Linked DNA regions of Zeugodacus cucurbitae: region 1 is linked to region 2. A link is a contact called in public Hi-C data. All regions are on one chromosome and are shown on one strand. The core of a region is the stretch at or near the end of the contact, and the rest is flanking DNA. Distances in the headings are between cores, read along the strand shown.

Region 1 (4,070 bases), core at 842-3,341, 150 kb after region 2:
TCTTGGAAGCGGATATCTCAAACTCATAAACTTCTCCGTTTTTGTCTACATTTCAATTTTTTAATAATCAATGCAAGAGCTTTCGAGTATTTCTAATCCAAAAAAGTCTTAAAAGTCAGCAACGGTTGGTAGACATCTTGTAGAAACCGCAATTTGTTCTTCTTCTTAACTTACAACGGCGCGCTATTCAGTTCTCCTTTTGGCAGTTTGGCACCAATTGGAAATACCAAGTGCTGCCAGGTCCTTCTCCAACTGGTCTTACCAACGGAGTGGAGGTGCTTCTCGGCTACCACCAGCGAACACTTTCAAAGCCGGAGCGCTTTCATCCATTCGAACAACATAACCCAGCCAGCGTAGCCCCTGTCTTTTTATGCGCGGAACTACATATGTCGATGTCGTCGAACAAGTCGTACAGATCATCGTTCCAACGTCTGCGGTAAACTCCTAGTGCCGTCTCATCGTATGTTGACATAGTCCACGCCTCTGCTCCATAAAGTAGAACGGGAATGATGAAGAACTTGTTGAGTTTGGTTTTTGTACGTCGAGAGTGGACTTTACATTTTTACATACATACATACATTGTCTATTCAGTCCAAAGTAGCATCTGTTGGCAAGAGTGATTTTGCGTGATTTTTCCGCAATTTGTTGGATAATATAAATATAGAAATACTAGAAATCGGTTTAATGAAAAGGTGCTGAGGTGATTAAAAAAAACTGTCTGCCTCTCGCTTAAATTCCAAAAACAAGATATCAGTTAGAAGTAACCAGGCGAAGATCAAATAAGGTCTAATCGGAATAATAAAGGTCTATCTGTTAAACCAATAATTTCTTTAGGTGTAGTGGGGAATTACATAAGTTTAGTAGAATGAAGTAGAACTTATGACAACTCTGATCCGTCCATTCCCAGAACAAACGGATCTACGTACAAGGAACGAACCCAGTTTTTTCGGCCAAAGACTGTTAGCTCAGCAGCATTTCTGAAAATTATATCGGGACTTTTCTCTTCGTCTATAATAAGAACAATCCAGTGCATTCCTCAACTTAAACTAGGATCTCTTTTTATCGGTCTTAACAAATATGAAGATAAAGAGTTAGAGAATACCTTCTAATCTAGCTTTCCAAGCACGAACTCGGAAGCAGGCAGGAAAAGATTCATATCATTTATAGGACGATATCTAATAGGTCAATACTGTCGACTGAGTCGATAGCAAATCATCGCACGATGGCTAGAAGTGAGAAGTAACCGGCGGTACCCTTCATATAAACGATTCAGACGCGAGCAATTATATACATAGGTCTAAACGAACTTCCACCACTAGAGCTCCATGTTGCGACACTTTAGATTTCCCTAGAATATATACTTATGATGGTTAAAATAATGATAAAACTATATTATGTCGAAAAAGCTATAGAAAACCCAGTTTAATTTAATAAAAAAAATTAAGTTAAACTTCCATAACTCGAACTCTTATAACTCGAAGATCTCCATAAATCGCATTCTTGAATTGGCAATAGAAGTCAAATTTCGTACAAATTACCTGATGTAATTACCTTGAAGTCTCTCCAAATCGAAGTTTTTTGTGGATTATGGTGATTCGAGTTAGGGAAGTTCCACTGTATATGTAAATCATACGAATTTCATTTTTACCAAATTGTGCCCACAAACATCCGGCCTACCAACGAATGCAACTCTGTCAGACTGCCACTTTTTCACACACATATATAATCCACTCGGAAAAATTCTAGTTGCATTGCCTGCGCCGCACAAAGCAGCACTTAGCCACTCAAAATACAATTTTACTCAAATCAAAAGTACAATACTCACTGCACCACACAAAAACCACTCAACATATGTGCTCTTCTCTGGCTGCTGCCTCCCTCATTTAACAACAGCTGAGAGTTTGAGCGCACAGTACCACTGCATAGCAGCGACAGCAAGCCGCCATGAGACGCTATGTGTGTTAGAAGGAGCGCACAATACCAGCGCGCCGCTTGCTTGGGCGCACGAAGAGCAATATGCAAAGGAATAGCGAAAAATCGAATGACGGCCACGAACGCACCGACGACAGACAGCGCGAATGTGACCAAACAACGGTGCTGGTCCAACTGGCAAATTCACTCATAAAAATTTAATGGTGGTGTTCGAATCGTTTGCAACGCGCAACGGATAATTTCAAAGCGAATTTCTTGAAAAAAAAAGTAAAATTTATACTTGAAAATAACCAAATTCAATATAATTTACTAATTATTAAAGAACTTGCTAAGCAAACTGCGTACAGTGAAACGGTAATAAACTAAGCAAAATAAGAACACAGCAGTGTAAAAGTGTTAAGGAAAAGCAACGCGTCTAACAACTTAGCGGCAGAAAAAGAGGTTTGTGAAAAATTCGATTGTGCACAAGTAACAAGCGATCGAGAAAACGTAAAGTTGATGAGAAAAAATTGTAGAAATTTAACTAATGTGAACATTATACTATATTTAATGAAATATATATAACGGCATTAATATTAGAGTTTGGCAAATTTGCATACAAATTGTGTGTGCAGCACGCTGACATTTCTGACGCTGCGTCTGCTGACTTTTCCACTGTCGGCGGCGAAGTAAATCAGGAAGTAACTTAAAAAGCAACAAATAAAAATATAAAAAACGTGTATTTTATATGTGTTTTGGCTGTAATTGCAGAAATCCAGAATTTTTTATATAAATTATTTGGTGTGTGTGCTTACAATAAATATTAATGTGTTAAAGATTTTCCCGAAAATTGCTCGAAGTGCAGTGAATTTTTGCTACGAAAAATATTCAGTGTCAAGTGTTGTAGAAGAATTATTAAATATAAAATATAAACGCAACAATTAAAAGGATATTTGTGTAATTTTGTATGTGTGTGTGTTATAAAAAAACATTTTTTTTCCAAAATACTGGCCGGATTCTGATACGAGTTTTGTGCATTATTTTACAAGTCGTCTGACGCCGTTTGTGGAATACACATAAAGCAAAATTAATAAAGCAGTGTCAACAGCGAGAAGTCAAGAAAACAAAAAGGAAAGGAGTTGTAAATGCTGTAGAAAAAAACAACAAAAAAAAAACAAAAGGTAAATTTTTGTTTTTCCACTTCTTGTGTTTATATGTAGCGCCGGTTAGCGTCAACAATGTGTGTTGTGAGACTGGAAAATTTCTATAAAATGCCTAAGCGCGCTTTATTGTTGCACTTCTAATTGGTTATATGCACATTTACATGAAAGAATTTAAAAATATTTTATTTTCTAACAAATCAACGCAAATTATTAATATTTATCCAAGCAGCCGTCTATAATTTATATTATAGCTTAAGCTAATAAAATCCATTTTAATAAATGCTAATTTTATGTGCTTTACATTAAGCATTCTATATAAATACATACAATACAAATGTACGTCACATTTTGACGCTACGCCAGGCAAGCCATGCCGCAGTTATGTTGTTGACGTCCGTTTGCGGTCGCTGTTGACGTTGCCGTCACTTGAAAATTGATTTTCTGCTGTCTGTCTCCCTGATGCGCGCTCTGTCTCTGCCTGTGTTTGCCTTTCATTATTTCGTTTGTGTTATGTTTTGTGCTCTTTGCGCTCTGCGCATTCTGTTGTATTTCGCTTTCTTCTACTTGGTTTGGATTTTTTTACTCATCTACTACACTTCTACTTCTACTGCTTCTTCGGTTTTTCTTATTTGTTTGCTTTCTTTTGTTGTATGCGCGGCGCTCAATGTATTTCGTTTATCACCAATTAACGACTGCGCTGCTCGCACTCACGAAGTGTGTGTGCGTTGCGTCGCTGTGGCTCTGCTACTGCAGCGCTGACTGAATTGCATTATTTTCTTATTGCAATTACTGTTGCCGGGGATTTTGGTGCGCTGACGTTTTGCATACAATTATTCGATTTAGTTGGAAATGGCAGTAAAATAAAGAAAAAATTAAGTAAAAATAAATAAAATAGAATAAAAGTAGATAAAATTAAATAAAAATAAAGTAAATAGCAAAATAAAATCGTTACTGTGCGCTTTTAAACGTATCTACTGCATTTATATATACCAAGCG
Region 2 (4,197 bases), core at 528-3,027:
CTTTAACAAATAAGCAGTGCTTGTGTGAACTGAAAGCTTTTGTTGTTTGTATATTGATAAGCAGAAGTGAAATAATGAACAATAGTGCAATAGTAAAGAATGTAATAGTGCGTTGGTTAACATAAGTGTTCTAAAACTAGTAAAATAACAACAACCAATGATTATCGGCTTTAAAATAACTTTATTTGCAACTGCAGCTTGTATTACAACAAATGTATTGAATTCAATCCATTAGCCACAACATGCAATGAAAGCACTTACAATACTAAGTCTAAACATGAGCATGAGCAAACAACACAGTTTAATGCACAATATAACAACTTATTTACAAACTAAATTAATTTAACTTAAACTAAATTATAATTTGAACAATTTCAAGTATAAATTTTGTACTTCTGCAACGAAGCTAGCAATATTGTCGCGTTTGCTGCCACTCTGCGCCCCAATTAACCAAAGTAGCCGGCACCACCGCCACTGCTAGCCGATGCGCTGGCCATACCGCCACCGCTACTGCTGGCGTATGCGGTATCTGAAAAAAATCAAATAAAGAGACACGTCCAGAACACTACATAATTTGATTTTAGGTTGTAGTAATCAATGGCACAAAAATTCTACTACATTTTGTCAACCACTACGTATAGACTCACTCATGCCATTGCCGTAAAATGGATAACCTCCAAAACTAGGATAACCACCGCTACAATAGTAGCCACCATAACACGGATACGTATTGCCATAACCGCCACCATAGTAGGAGGGATATTGCTGATAGCCACCATAGCCGGGGTAGCCACCATAAGCGTTGCCGCCGCCAGCGCCATAACCACTTCCATAGCCAAGACCACCGTAACCGCTGCCATAACCGCCGCCACCGTAACCGCCATAACCACCACCCGGATAATAACCGTATTGTGCGTTTGTATTGCAAGCGTATGACAGCGTGAGGAGCAGTAGTACAAGGATGCGCGAGTTCAATGAGTGGGCGACGCGTGTGTTGGACATAATGTAAGTTTGAAAAGTGATTTTTTTGTTATTTTAAATATTATAAATATTTTGTTTGTCGAATTTTAGTTTTGTTAACAATATTTTTTGTATTTAATATTTATTTTAAGCAGGCTTTATTCGCAAACCATCAAATTCACAACTGAATTTATAATTGCCATGCTTTTTACTTTTATACAAATTTCGTTGAGTGCCAAAATGGTTGAAAAAATATTTTCGGCTAGTTTGAAAAAATCCCACTACATTAAATATCAATTAAAATATTGATGATATTTTGGTAGCATTGAATAGTTTGTTTACCTGTTTTTTAGGTGAGTGTTACTAAGTATTGTATTGTTTGTGGTTGTTGTGTTCTATTGTTTTATTTTACATTTTTATATTGTTTTTGTTTTTTTGAAAATGAAATGTACTTCACCAAAATTTTTTGAACTAATTACTAATGAATGTTGTTGTCCACACTGTTGGGTCAATGTATTTCAAAATTCAATGAAAATTCTGCGCTCATTTGATCATCGGAGAGATAAAGCCAATATTTGTGGATGTGAAAATAGAAATTTCCAAATATTGTACTAGTCTTAAACAAGTATTTTTTATACATTGGGTGCATTTAAAAAAATCCAAATTTATTATAATGGTAGTTCAATCGGTACATTGATACTCTTTGCCAATTTTTAGGTTAGATTAAGAAGTTGGGACTATATAGATCTATATAGATTTGGAAAGAAGGCAGATTGTCAATTTTTGTAAAGGGAAGATCAAGGAAGAGAAATCAAACGAAAGAAGATTGTTAATAATGCTTTATAAATTGATAGGAGATGATCTCAGATGGGAAATGACCTCAGATAGAGGCTCAATCAGGGTTATATGGATGTGTTCTATAAATTATTTGGAAGAAATTATCAAATTGATCAGTTCAATTGTATATTTAGGTTTCTGAAGCAATATAAATATAGTTAAATCTTCCGTTTTGGCTTTTAAAGGATAGACAACTGGAAGTTATGACAGCGACTCGAGTCAAGTAAGTTTCTTGAAGAAGTAAGGGTAAGTAAGAAGTAACTTCACTCTCTATTCTTCAGTAACTCTATATTTTAATACCGCTGTGTTCTTTTTATCAACTCAACTCAGATTTTTCCAATAATTTGAGCATCAGTAGACCCCGGAAGTCAAAAACTGTATCACCAAATGTGTGCCACCGAAATCATACATTAAAATAACCATTAGAGTTCATGGGGAAATTCATCAACCAATAAAGTGATATCATTAAATTATCTGACTCAATAACTGTCGTAAATGCGCTTTCCTATCATTGTTGCTGTTGCATGAGCATTTGAACCGCGCTGCATATCGCCAAGTGCCGACGTGCGATTGTCATTACCGTTGTTTCAACGTGTAGCCACTGGCGTTTGTGGGGGTCTATGATAGAGTGTGCGTCCCTTGTTAGACAGACAGACATACCTTTGCAGCTATGTAAATATGCATATGCAGGTATGTATATTTATAGACTCGCGCAATAAATTTGTTATTGTATGCTATTAAAATGATGGTTGCATGCTGATTTCGACTACTACTCACAAGAACAACAATATTGTTGACTGACTGAGTGAAGCGTTGGCAATGATATAAATGGGAGCGCGCAAGGCAATTGGTCTAGGTGACAGATATATATGTAAATATGTATAATACATGTGATTTCCTATGTATATTTGCTAGATATATAGAAATATATTTATGTACAAAGGTAGAGGTCATAAAGCAACGCAAATTATTTGAAAAAAAAGAGTCTAAAAAATTCACATATCAGCAATCATAAATGTTTGTATGTATGTATGTATGTGTTTCCCTTGATAAATAAAATAAAATTGGCTTTCCCTTGGAAAAAATGCAGATGCAATTGCAGTGATAAGCAATGTCAAATTGTCAACAGCTGGCTTACAGTTAGCCCTGTAGGAAATTTTGGTTATTGAAGCTAGAAAGAAAATTATTAATATTTATAACACGCTATTTCACCCACATATACGGCATAGATATAGTAAAAAGACCATTGGTGGTTTGAAAACCCTAATCATAGGTATATACGAGCTAGGGGAAGTTATGACCCGATTTCACTCATTTATTATTGGAAGAAAAATATTGCCTTCGAATTTCTTCAAAATATCTGAGAGACTTACCTATATTTTGAGAAAAAAAATTAGGTGCTCATTTTCGATATTTGGGGCCTTGTAACTTACGATAAATGCAGTATTTGTTCAAAGTTCTGTTCCGTTATATTCACTAGTGCTTACTTTATCTAATGTATGGTATATGGGACGAAGGCGTGGTTGTGAAGCGATTTGGCCTTTTTTCATTACATATCATTGGGATGCCAGGAACATCTTAGGCTGCCAAATATCTCCCGAATACCGATCAAATCATGAAAAACATCGAGTTAGGGAGGGAGTTAGTCACCAAACCATTTTAAACCATCGGCTGGATACACAAAAAACCTTCTGGACCGAATCAACGCCTGCCATATGCTGCTGAAACGGAACGAACTCGACCCACTTTTGAAGCGGATGGTGACTGGCGACGAAAAATGGATCACATACGACAATATCAAGCGAAAACGGTCGTGGTCGAAGGCCGGTGAATCCCAAACAGTAGCCAAGCCGGGATTGACCAGGAAGGTTTTGTTGCGTGTTTGGTAGGATTGGAATGGAATCATCCACTATCAGCTGCTCCCATATGGCCAGACCATGTGGTATGAATGGTAATTCTACCACCTACTGCGAACAACTGGACCGCTTGATGCAGGCGATCGACCAGAAGCGTCCAGATTTGGTTAACAGGAAGGGTGTTGTGTTCCACCAGGACAACGCCAGACCACACACTTCGTTGATGTCTCGTCAGAAGCTACGGGAGCTCGGATGGGAGATTTTATTGCACCAACTTATATCCCTGACATAGCTCCAAGTGATTACCACCTGTTTCTGTCCATGGCGACACTTTTTATAAAGAATTGAATAAAACGGAAGGGCAAATATCGCCAACCTAATAAAATTGTCAGATTAATATATCCTTTGAGAAAAAACTAAAACAGAGCTTCAGAATAGTAAGGATGCTTAAGCAAGGTTACAGAACCTAACACGTTTTTTAAATAATCTCGTTCCTTAACTGTATAAACAACCTTACTCGGCTTCCGAAAAGTAAGAAATATAA

Evidence for each region. A called contact is a pair of places that touch in the nucleus more often than the background predicts.
Region 1: a Hi-C map of whole body shows a contact between it and region 2, with 2.3 times the contacts expected there. The contact joins the promoter of LOC105209123 here to the promoter of LOC105210757 in region 2. A contact is called at or near these places in 2 of 2 Hi-C or Micro-C datasets (both in whole body).

What each region holds. Positions count from the first base shown.
Region 1 is chr4:9,725,112-9,729,181 of idZeuCucr1.2, forward strand. LOC105209123 (poly(rC)-binding protein 3) reads left to right here and starts at 2,092. Exons shown (of 11, transcript XM_011179432.3): 1 at 2,092-2,373.
Region 2 is chr4:9,574,862-9,579,058 of idZeuCucr1.2, forward strand. It overlaps LOC105210757 (keratin-associated protein 21-1), which reads right to left and starts at 1,778. Exons shown (of 2, transcript XM_029038011.2): 1 at 648-1,778; 2 at 170-565. The coding sequence starts at 1,002. The coding sequence ends at 540.